2 separate regions of the Xenopus tropicalis genome follow, and region 2 is linked to region 1. A link is a contact called in public Hi-C data. All regions are on one chromosome and are shown on one strand. The core of a region is the stretch at or near the end of the contact, and the rest is flanking DNA. Distances in the headings are between cores, read along the strand shown.

Region 1 (5,976 bases), core at 3,261-5,760:
CAATACATAAACTATTTGGCGGAGGTCATTTAGTGCTAACCACAAAAGCAATGCAAGGATTTGGCTCAGGGAGAGAATTTTTTGTTTTAAAATCATGGCAGCGCATGCATTCATCTTAAAGGAACAGTAACACTAAAAAATGAAAGAGCTTTAAAGTAATAAAAATATAATGCACTGTTGCCCTGCACTGGTAAAACTGGTGTGTTTGCTACAGTAACACTACTATAATTTATATAATAAGCTGCTGTGTAGCCACGGGGGCAGCCATTCAAGCTAGAAAAAAGGAGAAAAGGCACAGGTTACATAGCAGATAACAGATAAGTTCTGTAGAATACAATAGTGTTTTATCTGCTATCTGCTATGTGCCTGTGCCTTTTCTCCTTTGAATGGCTGCCTCCATGGCTACATAGTAGCTTATTTATATAAATTATAGTAGACTTTCTGAAGTAAACACACAACTTTTACCAGTGCAGGGCAGCAGCACATTATATTTTAGTTACTTTTATACACTTTCATTTTTTGGTGTTACTGTTCCTTTAATTGTACCCTTTTAAAGAAGTTAGATTATAGATAATATTAGAAATATTAGTACTTTTTTATTATATTACATACCGGTAAATAAATACTTATGTCTACAACAACAACAATGGCTCCTCCCTGCTGAAGTTGTATGAATGCACTGATCATGATATACATATGCGACAAAATCTCTAGTGGTATAAGTCCTATTTTATTCAAAGCAGCTTTAACAGCTGTGAACCAAAAAATGTGTTCATCAAAAATACAAAGTATTTTGCATTTATTTTAATTTGAATAAATGGATGTTATATTTAACTTGCATCTGTTGCTGGGTATATTTGCAATGGTTGCATATTCAGTACATAATGAAACATATATCTAAAGGCTACATAGGAAAATGCTAAATTTGAGGTTACTATAATAAATCTTTTATGATCAATGTTTTCTTTACTGCTTTAAAAAACAATATAACAATAAAATGCATTTACCCCCTGCTACAGTTATCTGTTATCTGAGTTAATCATCTGTCCAGGGAAAAGAAAATACATCTTTACAATTGAACGTGATATTGATTTGGGGGTGACTACATCTTTTATTATGACATTTTGTTTATCTTCAAGGGAATTTCAGCAGATTAGCATGTCCCAGTGGGATAATGGGGCACCACCCACCAACGTTAACGCTACAGAATCCCTAAATCATGCTTTTTAAAATGCACATCCATCTTTAAATGATTAGCAGGTCCCTTTTCAATCCCCTGTGCAATGATAAATGCAAAAAGAATGAACACACTAAAACGTATTCTGACAGGTCGTCTCCAATTAAATTCCAATAATATATTTATAAATAATTTTTTCCATATTTTAAAGCCCTTTGTAGGATTCAGATTGAGCTGAATCTTCAGGGTTTGGATTTAGTTTGGCTTTAACATTTAGGGACACATTTACTAAAATTCATTTTTTTCTGGGCTTGAAAGTCATATAAACTTGACATGGTATAAATTCAAATTAAACTCGATCATTGCTGTATTTATAAAATGATACGATAATGCTCGAATCTTTCATATGAAAAGTTTATATTCAAAAATAAAAGCATTGTTAAAACTCGAAAAAACGGACGTTCATTTCATGATATCCTCTTTATAGATAGAAGTCACCATGCGAGGTATTCACTTTTTTGTTGCATTTTTTAATAAATAAGGAACCATTCACACTTTTCTAATTAGTTATGGTAGAACATAGCTCTAAAACTACACAAATCCGAATTTAGATAAATCTGCCCCTAAGCCTTCACCAAAGTTATATACAAAAATAGATATTTTATTTTTCAAGAGAAAGTTTCTTATCACTAATCTCACATTCACATTGCCCACTGCGTCATGGGATAAATAGTACAAAGCATTGGGGAGTGTTCCTTAACAACTGTTTTGTGGCACAAAACCATCAGTTTATTTGCAAAATATTTTCACAGTTCACCACTAGATGGTGCAATGTGTTACTTCATTCCAAAGGTGTGGTTCTCACATACCCTTATACACGCTGGAAAATACCAGCATATCATTGTGGGAAAGAAGACACAAAAGCTAATATGAACGTTTTGGGAAAAAAATACTTTTTGTATTTTAAGGAAAACTATAGACAAAGTTTATTTCTATACTAATGTGGTCATATTAGTACAAGTGATATATTTATGCAATATTATACATTATGATTATAATCCATGTTTTTAATTATTTTTATGTCATTCCACTTATACAGGTTTATTCTGCACTCTGTCTTATCACTAGTGATGACTGCATTTGTCCCTTTTCAATTTGCTGAAAAATTTGCGAAATGACAGTAAAATTTGCAAAATGGTGAAAAATTTGCAAAATGTGTTTGTCACACGTTTTTTTTGTTGCCCGCACCCATTTTGACGCGACCGTGCTTTTGTTTTTACATGATCACGCCTTTTTTTACAAGACCGTGCCCATTTTGACACAACGCAACAAATTTTTCATTGGCGAATTTTCTCTGAAGTTTCGTGTAACAATTCGCCAATGGCTAAATGCGGCAATTCACTGCGAATCTATGCCTGGTGAAAAAATTCCCTCAGCACTACTTATCACTGCCTAGACCCTGCACCCTTCATTATCACACATTGTCTGGTTCCTGTACCCACCGGTAATATATGCACTTTCTACATTTTCTTGTCACATATTGCTATTTTCCTACACTCTTACTTTAAACAAATTGCCCCACACTCTTCCCTATGATCACACTTGCGTTGCAATAGGTTCTCACAAACCCACTGCATTAGGTATGGGAATTAAATCACTATGCAGCCCAACTGCTCAATGTTTCAACAATGTTATTACACCATTTATTAAATTACTAGTTACACTTTAAAAAGATAATCACCAATCTTCCTTTTAGCCCTTGGTGCCAAATGCTTAGATAGCTCTAGATCTGGGTAGATTTGTATTATGTGCAAACAGAAAATCTAGCCAAACACAAAGCAGATCAAGCAGTGGTGTAATTATACAGGAAGATTAGAATCCCCCTTAAATAATTCTGTGATCTGTTTTACTTAAACAATAAAGATGTAAAATTAGCTCTGATTGCAGCTATTCCTGGTTTCTTGTTGGAAAAAGACCATGTGCAACATATTTCCTGAATTTAGTCCACTGATATTGTGCAAATCATTAGTGTAGAAAAGAGGAATGCTCACCAAGAAAGGAAGTGTAATTGTCTGGATGCAATGTGTTTATAGGGGAATTTCAATGGGTGCATGTGCATTCTCTTTAAAAGGACCATTAAACTTAAAATACAAGATGCATTTCATTTTGATCTTCTCAAGAAACTAATATCTGCTTTTTAAAGAAGTGGTCTTTTCCTTTGACATCTCAAATATTTAAAAAACTTCCATTTAAACTAAATGACACTTTATTTATAAAAAAAAAAAAAAGATTTCATACCTTTTTGGAAGATATGCTTAGTAATGCTGGAACAGCTAAATGAGGCTCAGTTAAATTGCACTTCTGCGGGAGAAAAAAAGGCATTGTTAAAATTACTTTTTTTGTATTAGATGTTTTAAATAAAGAAACAAATCAATATCTAGCTATCTGATTACTATAACAATACACTTGTGTCAAAAGTACATGCCTTAAGTCCACAGTCTCATTCTTTTGTAAACTTGATATCTGTCTCTTTAAAACAGCCCGTGTGCTGACAACAGAAACAGCTGGCCATTGTTTAGTAAGTTTCTGTGAAACTGAGTAGAGAGGTCTAAAGCACGCTAACCTTAAGGGCTATTCAGGGGGACAGTATATTTAATCAATCAGGCCAGAATTGCATTGAAACTGAATTGGGCTCTTAAAGAGATACGCTTAGAAGCTATAACTGACAGGATGAGAAGGGACATTCAGGTTGGCAAAACAGTCAGGTTTAGGAACTTCAAATAAAAATTACTTACATAAACGGCCCTATTAGTGAACAAGACCTATAGGTAACTTTTTATGTACATTAATATTTTGAAGAGTAGTTTTTAAGTGTCAGTATCACTTTAAGGCAAAACAATATTGTGATTATATTAGCAACTCTCATCTTGCTTCTTGCTCTCAGGTACTCCAGTGCTGAGGTTTACTTTACAGGAATGCAATAAGCTCAGCCAAGTCCTGCCCAGCCCGCTTACACTTCATCAAGAACAGGTCCAATTATAACTGGGTGCTGTGATAGAAAAGGTGAGCTGGCAGACAGGCTCTGTAACCTAAATCAACTCTATTGTGGGTATGCAGCCTTAAAAACATAGAGGCTGCAGAGCAGACAGGCAAGGGACAGGTTATCTGCACCTTACAAAACTAATGTCTCATGAATATTCTGCTTTAGCCTGGTCTCTGCAAGCTCTCTCCTCTTTTATTTGAAAAACAGATTCAGAGTACACTTGTAAGAAAACCTAGTGGAGCTTGTTTGCTTCTGCTTTCCCCTGTGGTGCATTCTTCAGCATTCCACCGCTGGCCGGTGTAGGAAGGAACACATTCCATACTTCCGTATGCGCCTGTACTCACAAAGGCGCATGTAATTGCCAAACGCAGGTGGAACACAACATGCTGCGTTCCATTTGTGTTTGCACCATGCACCTGTGTGAGTACAGGCACATACAGAAGTATGGAACGCATTTGTTTGTGTGCTCCCCTGCAGTGGAACACAGGAAAATGCCACCACAGGGGAAAGCAGAAACAAATGCTTTTGAGTATGAGCCCTTATACTTGTCTTTTGCTTTTAGTGGATGTGTTTACATGGGGAGAAGATTAAGACTTAGGACAAAGTAGACATTCTACCAATATCTGGCATTTTCTATTACAGTCCATGGGATTGGGGCTGCCCCTCCCCCCGCGAGTGCGACTTATACTTACTTTTGCCGCAATCGAGAAAGGGAAGCAGGGTAGCAACAGAGCAGGGCAGATGGGGATCAGGTCTGGGTCAGCAGAGCCCATGAGGTTTTTTCCCGATGTCCTGCTGGCCCAATCTGACCACACAAGCACTAACTGAAAATGTTCACGTCCACATTGTAGAGCAAGCGTCATGTTTATATCTCAGCACTTTCCATTTTATAGAGATTATACAGCACATCAATCACATCAGTCCATGCCACAGTGCACCTTACGATCAGTGGTCTCTACCAAACTTGCAAACACCATGGTCAATTTTATTAGGGGCCAATTAACCTACCTGCATGTTTTTGGAGTGTGTAGGGGGGATTCTGAAGTACCAAGAGGAATTCCACAGACACATTTCTGAACTAGTAATTTATAACTAAAGAAAATAATAACTATGTTGCAGGATAACTACATAAACATTAGCAATACAGGAATCCTGTTTGTTCTGTTCAGTTTTGATTTCATTTATATAGTGAAATTGGAGTAAATGAATACACAAAAAGGATCTGCAGCTTCCTAGGTAACCTGCTGAGCAGTAATAATTTGCTTTAAGAATAAACATACAAAGCACCACATATATTGACTCTCATAGTAAAGCACTACTACAAATTTACAGGCTACAATTATTGTCCCTATTATCATGGTTTAAGTATTAAGAATTCCATTAATTATGAATTCAGGTAATGTAATTTACAGGGAGGAGTTCACAGAGACAGTGGAGCGCATAAGTTACACTACAGTGTACCCCAGTAGTGTATGAACACTGTCAAAATCAGCGTTGCTTCCATCAGCCCAAGAACCCACTGTGATCATTCATTTCACTATTTGGGTGTTGGGACCTGCTATGCTGAGCCTTACAAATCTTTTCAGCATAAAGTATTTAGGAAAACAAAGGCAATGGCAATGGTGTTGATATTTAGGCTTCTATGTTGCTGCTCATAAGTTAATGAGCCACACTGATTTATTTCACTGACCACCCTGCTGGGAGAGATATTTTGATGGTGTTCAGTGGAGCAGAAAGAATTCTGGAGTGGAGCGAG
Region 2 (6,010 bases), core at 512-3,011, 200 kb after region 1:
ATTTTCTTTTTCTCTGTAAAAATAAAAGAATACCTTGTACTTGATCCAAAATAAACTACATCTATGTTGGTGGCAAAACAACTCTATTGGGTTTATTTAATGATTAAATTTTTTTTAGCGGAATAGTAATCCGAATTATGAAAAGCCCCATTATGTGGAAAACTACTGGGGTCTCGAACATTGTGGATATTAGATCCTGTACTAGATAAAATATGTATTTTTTTAAGGAGAACTGGAAAGACCAGTTTTCCTATCTACTCGGGATGCACCAAATCAGGATTCGGTTTAGGATTTGGCAAGTATTCTGACTTTTTCAGCAGGATTAGGATTCGGTCAAATCCAAGCCTCTGACTGAACTGAATCCTTAAAATTACGTGACTTTTTGTCATATGAACACAGAAGTTGAAATTTTTTTAACCCCCTACGTAACCTTATTTGCATTTGCATATTGGGATTTTGATTCAGTTCAGGATTCAGCTGAATCCTAAAATAGTGGATTTGATGCATCCCTATTATCTAACCCTTTTCTTATTAAAATGTATCTCCATGGTGAATTATGTTATTAAGAGCGAAGACACGGGGCAGCTAAATTGCCGCGATTAGTCACCACTACTGAGTTTTTTAAAAGTCACAGCAACTAACCACTCTGTGGGGCCAATTCACTAAAGGGCGATAAAGCTTATCGCATGCTTTTTTGTGTTAAAAAGCATGTGATAATTAAGTCCCGATTCATCAAGTCATTTTGCATGCGTTAAGACGCGTTATTTACCTAGCATTGCATTAATTCTCGCATAGAAATGATACTAACACATGATTCACAAACACATATGAAGCATTAAACACGCTAAATATTGCATTAGTCGAATATTAACATCTACTTGGGGCAGGCGGTACTTAAAGAAAATTGTGGTTCGTGAGCTTTTGGCAACACAACATGGACTTTACAGTGGGATTTTTTCAAGTATGTTGGCCCTAGAGTCATGCATCCTCCAATTTTCAGGGAAATTGTAATTTTCAGAAAAGTAGTTTTTCGAAAGTAATGGTTACTTGCGTAAAATCGTGCGCTAATATAGCAAGCAGCGAAATATATTGCGTGCAGTGGAAAATAACACACGCGGCGGGAATTAACGAAAGGATAACGCTCATCACGAGTTAAATAACGTAAAGAACATTGCGTCTTAATTATGACGCCTGTCCTTTTAGTCAATCGAGCGTTAATTCACAATAAGAAGCGATAACATTTTTTATTGCATGCTATAAATAGCGCTCATTTTAACGCACTTTAGTGAATCAGCCCGTGTGTCTTCACCCTTAGGAATGTCGGAGGAGCCCCACTAGACAGACAACAGATTTCGCTTTCTGTCACAAAGAAAGATCATGGTGTGCCTTCAAGTTCCCCAAGACTGACATTGCTAGCTTTTTTCTGCTTTACTTGAAGGTCGCTTTCTTGATCTTCAGTTATAGAAGCAAACTCCCTTTAATGTTTGCTACATGCTTTTATTTACCTTATCAGATTTAGAGAATAGACTTCATGGTTTGCTCTCCAATAAGTCAGCATATTTGTCAATAAGTACTAAGTGCACTAATAACACCCTTTAGCAGGTATGCATGTGCCATTAGTAGGTCCACTCCTGCCTCGACCCCTTCAAACTACAGCGCAAGGGGGATTTAAATGTGATTTCACTGTGGTCAACAAAGAGCAGCTACACTCTGCACAACCCTCTAGCGCCACCCAACGCTCAGCTCAGTCGCTTTTGTGACACATGGCAGGAATTTAGCAAGGAGAAACATTTGACATGTTGGACTCTATTGGCAAAGCGTATGCCTATTTGCAAAGGGACAGCTTGACACTGAACTATGTAATGCGATTTCACGTCCCAGGCTGTACGACTGTCTGTTTACGCCATGCTTCTAAGACGCTGAACGTAAGAAACAAGCAGCCCTGCTTCCAGTCTTGCTGAACTACAAGTAAAAATGGACAGAGTAGAGGATGTGAGAGTTGCAGGTCAGCAACAGCTGGCGAACCCACGACATAATCTTCCGACTTCCGAATCCGTGCCAGCGCGGTGGGTATGCTGCACAAGGCACATGTAGGGAAGGGGATCCTGGGTGCGGGATAGGAATGGGCAGGCACAGCTCATCTTACTGGAAAGCTCGCACTTTGGACTCTGGCTGGGCACTGACTGACTCAGTCCGCCTCCTTCTTCGTATCAGGAGTGTTAAAGACAGGGAAAGCAGCGCTTAGAGGGGGACTCAGCCAACCCCTGTGTCCACTTCCTTCCCCTGCAAAGGAGGGGGGTTGGGGTACAGTTCTACCCACCCCAATAGTCCCATACTAAAGCAAGCAGCACCAGTGCAGCTCGGGTGACCTTCTGCGATCTGTCTCGCCTAGCCCCTCCCAGTCGGCTCGGGTTCTGTGGCGCATCCCACCCCCCATTCCTCTCTCTCCATGCTCGGAGCATTGTGAGACAACTGGGAGTCGCGGTGTGTGTGCAGTGGGCTCTCGGGAAACGGCAGCCCTTGGACTGTGTCATGGCGCGGAGGAGAGGAGGGAACCCGTCCCTGAGTGCTGCCCTCGCCTTGCTGCTGCTATGCAGGCTGTGCGGTGAGTTCGTGTTGTGGGGCGGGGTTGCCCAGTGTGGGTAATGGGGGGTTACTGGTGGTGCCAGGAAGCCATGCACAGTCATGCCATGCTAAGAAAATTCCCTACCCCACCCTGTGCCAAGTCCCCAATTCTCTGGCAGATCGGGGATCTTTGTGCAACAGGACCGTTACTTTCCCTCAGGCACCATGTTCCAGGCTACTGCTATAGGCAGGAGGGGCGGCCCCACGGTAATACTTCTTAGCTGACATGGACCGCTGTCCTGCCCCGTGTTGGGAATGTCCGAGGTACTTCTCCACGGCTACAGCCCTGAATGGGACATATAGTTTAACTACAGCTTGCCCATCCTTGTTATAACCCTCAAAGTCAGCTATACCATTTGCAGGTTTCCCAGTGGTGGATAACTTAGCGCTGTCCAGATGTTGATCAACTACAACTCCCACCATCCTGTTTGTGCGATGTTGGGAGGAATTGTCAACGCCATCTGGATACCCATGTGTGCTTATAACCCCTCCCTGTCATATTAATAATGGTGTCATTAACTTTGTGTGGTTAAAATCCCAAGATCAACCTCCCTGTCTTTGAAGACAATTGTGTGACACAGGGGCTGAAGCCTCTTCTTTTTCACAAGTTAGTTTTATTGTGCTAGGGCCTGCAAGCCTTTGCTATAAGTGGAGGGAGGCTGCCTAGCCCATTCCTTACAAAGAACTAGGGCTTGGAGTTCTGTGGCAGGAAAGTGGCCACCTCTGAGTGGGTGACCCTGGGAGACCAGTGATGTCACAGCTCCCATAGGTGCAGCCACTGGAGGCGGATATGTTGCTTGGAATCACGGCACTGCCTCTCTCATCACTGCTTTATGATGCTGGGTGACAAGAGGGATTAACCTTCACTTTGCTGCTTTGGCAACCGCCTCTATATGTGTATTGTTAGGGATGAATGCACTTTATTGCTGTGTGGCTTTGCATGCATAGTTTCCTGGCACAGCCATATGTGCACTGGTGCTCCTTAGCCATAGTTTTATTGACTGTTGTTAAACTACCATACCAGGGAATGGGAAATGACCCAGGGGTCTCAAAAGACTCATCCACAAAGTGGCAAAGGACAGTTACTTGGCCCTGCAAGCTTTTTAATCTTACATATTGACAAATTACCAAGTGCAGGTGTCCTGTGCCACATTGTGTCCTTGTGTCCCTCCAATAGGAAACCAACACAATAGACAAACAGCTGTAAAGCGGGCGAGAACATGGAACATATTGCCATATACCCAAGGAATTTATAAATATTATTACAAATCCCAGCTGGAAGGCTGCAGGCCGTTTATACTGAATTTATAGCCTACAGTACAGTGACATGGGCAATAAAAAGATATATTTTTGGTAGTATTTACCATGCTTCATTGTCTAGCTTGAGCATTTAGCTAAGGGTGCATATTAGCTAACTGGTTGCAAAGCTTATTTATTCCTAAAAAACACTTTTGATGTGATTTTAAGTTGAACTTAAAACTAATTCTGTAATGTTGACACCAAAGGAATACAATACCATTTGCATTTCTTCATAGATATGTTCTACATATATTTAGTAAACTTTGGAATGTTGTCTTTTTGGGGGTTAAGTGCACAGAATTGTATATTTGAAAGTCTCTAATAGCACTAGAGAAAACACTGTACTACTGTGTTGGTGTTTTTATTGTTATTTAATTTATGTCTGCAGTGTTTCTGTCAGCTTACAGTGATCCTATACAAAACCCTTAAATTCTAACAGAGTTGCAGTACTTGAGTGCTATATCATTTGTCTGTTACATAACCTTTTGGCGTGACCGCTGCTTTGACCCCCCATTGCCCATTTGCTCATTATGCTTTGTCTTGTCTGATACACTGATGCCGAGACTTCTGAGTTCTAGAGGTTTTTTAGGATACTTGTATTGTTTCCTAAAACAAAATGTTGAGTATCTTGTAATGCATCTATGCACTGGCTGCTTGATATAGAAATACTAACCTCAAACATGTATGTGTCAGTGCAATGTTGCAGCCAAGGACATGTGAATGTTAATCCACATCATCTAACGATATCATCAAGCACATGTGTTTAAAGGGCCCTTGCATTAGATTTGTGAATATGTAGCATCCAATGAGTCATATGGAAAAACATTCCATGCTGCCATACAGCCTCGGATATACGAGATATTGAATTAGTTGGCTTTTAGCAGACTAGAAGACGTTATTTAACATTGCTGTATCAGTTCCTGCTGTGTGTGCCATAATAAATGACAGGCACCTGACCAGGAAGTTAAGAAAAGACAGGGTATAAAATGACATAAACAATGGAAGCATCCAGTTTATTGTAGGCAGCACAGTAAGGGTGTGGGCATACAAGTATCTTTACATAAACCAAAATATTTGATGTCAGGATTGGGACCCTAGGGCAACCCTGATTAAAAAATGTAACACACCCATTTCATTTTTTTAAATTTTGTGTTACGGTCTTTCAAAAATTGTTTAATAGAATATTGATAGTATTTGGCAGAGTATGTTGTAACACATATAATTTACCCTAAGCTAAAAAAAAAAACAAAAAAAACACTTAAGGGACCCTAACACTTTCAAGTTGATATGCTGATTTTTCTGGGGTGGTGGAGTGCAAGGATACCACTGCTGTCTATTATTACTACTAAGGCGTTCAAAATAGGTGTTCCTTTTTTTTGTAAATGATGTCACCACTAGCCCATGGCTTCAATAATAAATGGCATTAGAATCTCACTCAGCAAGTCAGTTGCAGCTATGGACACAAGCCACTAAGGGTGCCATAGCATTATCATAAAGTCCAGGCTGACTGTAATTCCAGGGTAGTCTTGTGTCTGTGCCACAGCGGCATGCAGTTCATCAGTGCATGCTAGGTGGGCACATTGGTGTTTGCCACAAGATGCCAGGTAATGCTTTGGACTTGTTTTCTTAAATGAGCACTATGAGGTGTTCTGGGTGTCAAGTATATTTTGCTTTACTGTCTTTTTATACTAATAGAATTATGTGTTCAGTAAAGGCATCCCTACACAGGTTTACTTTCTTGTTATCTGAATTATGTGCTTATGGGAGTGATTCGAATAGGAGTGACAGGAAGGTGTGTCAGAACTGATGGGAGACATTAGCAGAGCTGATTTTGTGTCCAGAAATTCCAGGTACATTGTGATGGGATCATAGGAAAGTCTGTATTAACAGATGCCACAGGATGTAAAGACAAAAACTGTTTATACTGCCTGACCATCTTTGTTCATGTATAGCCACCTTTAAAAAGGTGCACTTTTTCACCAGTGCAGTAACCCATAGCAACCAGCCATTGATTTGTTTTCATTTTGTAATTTGAAGTGTGCTCATCAGTCGTCAGTTTATTGGTTACTATGGGTAACTGCATTAG

Evidence for each region. Hi-C and Micro-C count contacts between places; a contact is called where the count stands out from the background.
Region 2: a Hi-C map of gastrula embryo shows a contact between it and region 1, with 2.6 times the contacts expected there. The contact joins the promoter of nectin3 here to the enhancer-like site in region 1. A contact is called at or near these places in 5 of 5 Hi-C or Micro-C datasets (brain, gastrula embryo, liver and 2 more).

Annotation. Positions count from the first base shown.
Region 1 is chr2:76,320,156-76,326,131 of UCB_Xtro_10.0, forward strand. morc1 (MORC family CW-type zinc finger protein 1) reads right to left here. Exons shown (of 27, transcript XM_031896211.1): 20 at 3,476-3,538. Among named protein-coding and RNA genes, the nearest start is that of guca1c, 41 kb to the left of the region's middle. Within about 2 kb of position 4,511, at least 3 of the 11 cell types and tissues checked have an H3K27ac peak or open chromatin away from gene starts, as enhancers often do. A contact at or near this core is called in gastrula embryo, where this site is marked.
Region 2 is chr2:76,525,783-76,531,792 of UCB_Xtro_10.0, forward strand. It overlaps nectin3 (nectin-3), which reads left to right and starts at 1,762. Exons shown (of 6, transcript XM_002940109.5): 1 at 1,762-2,605. The coding sequence starts at 2,533.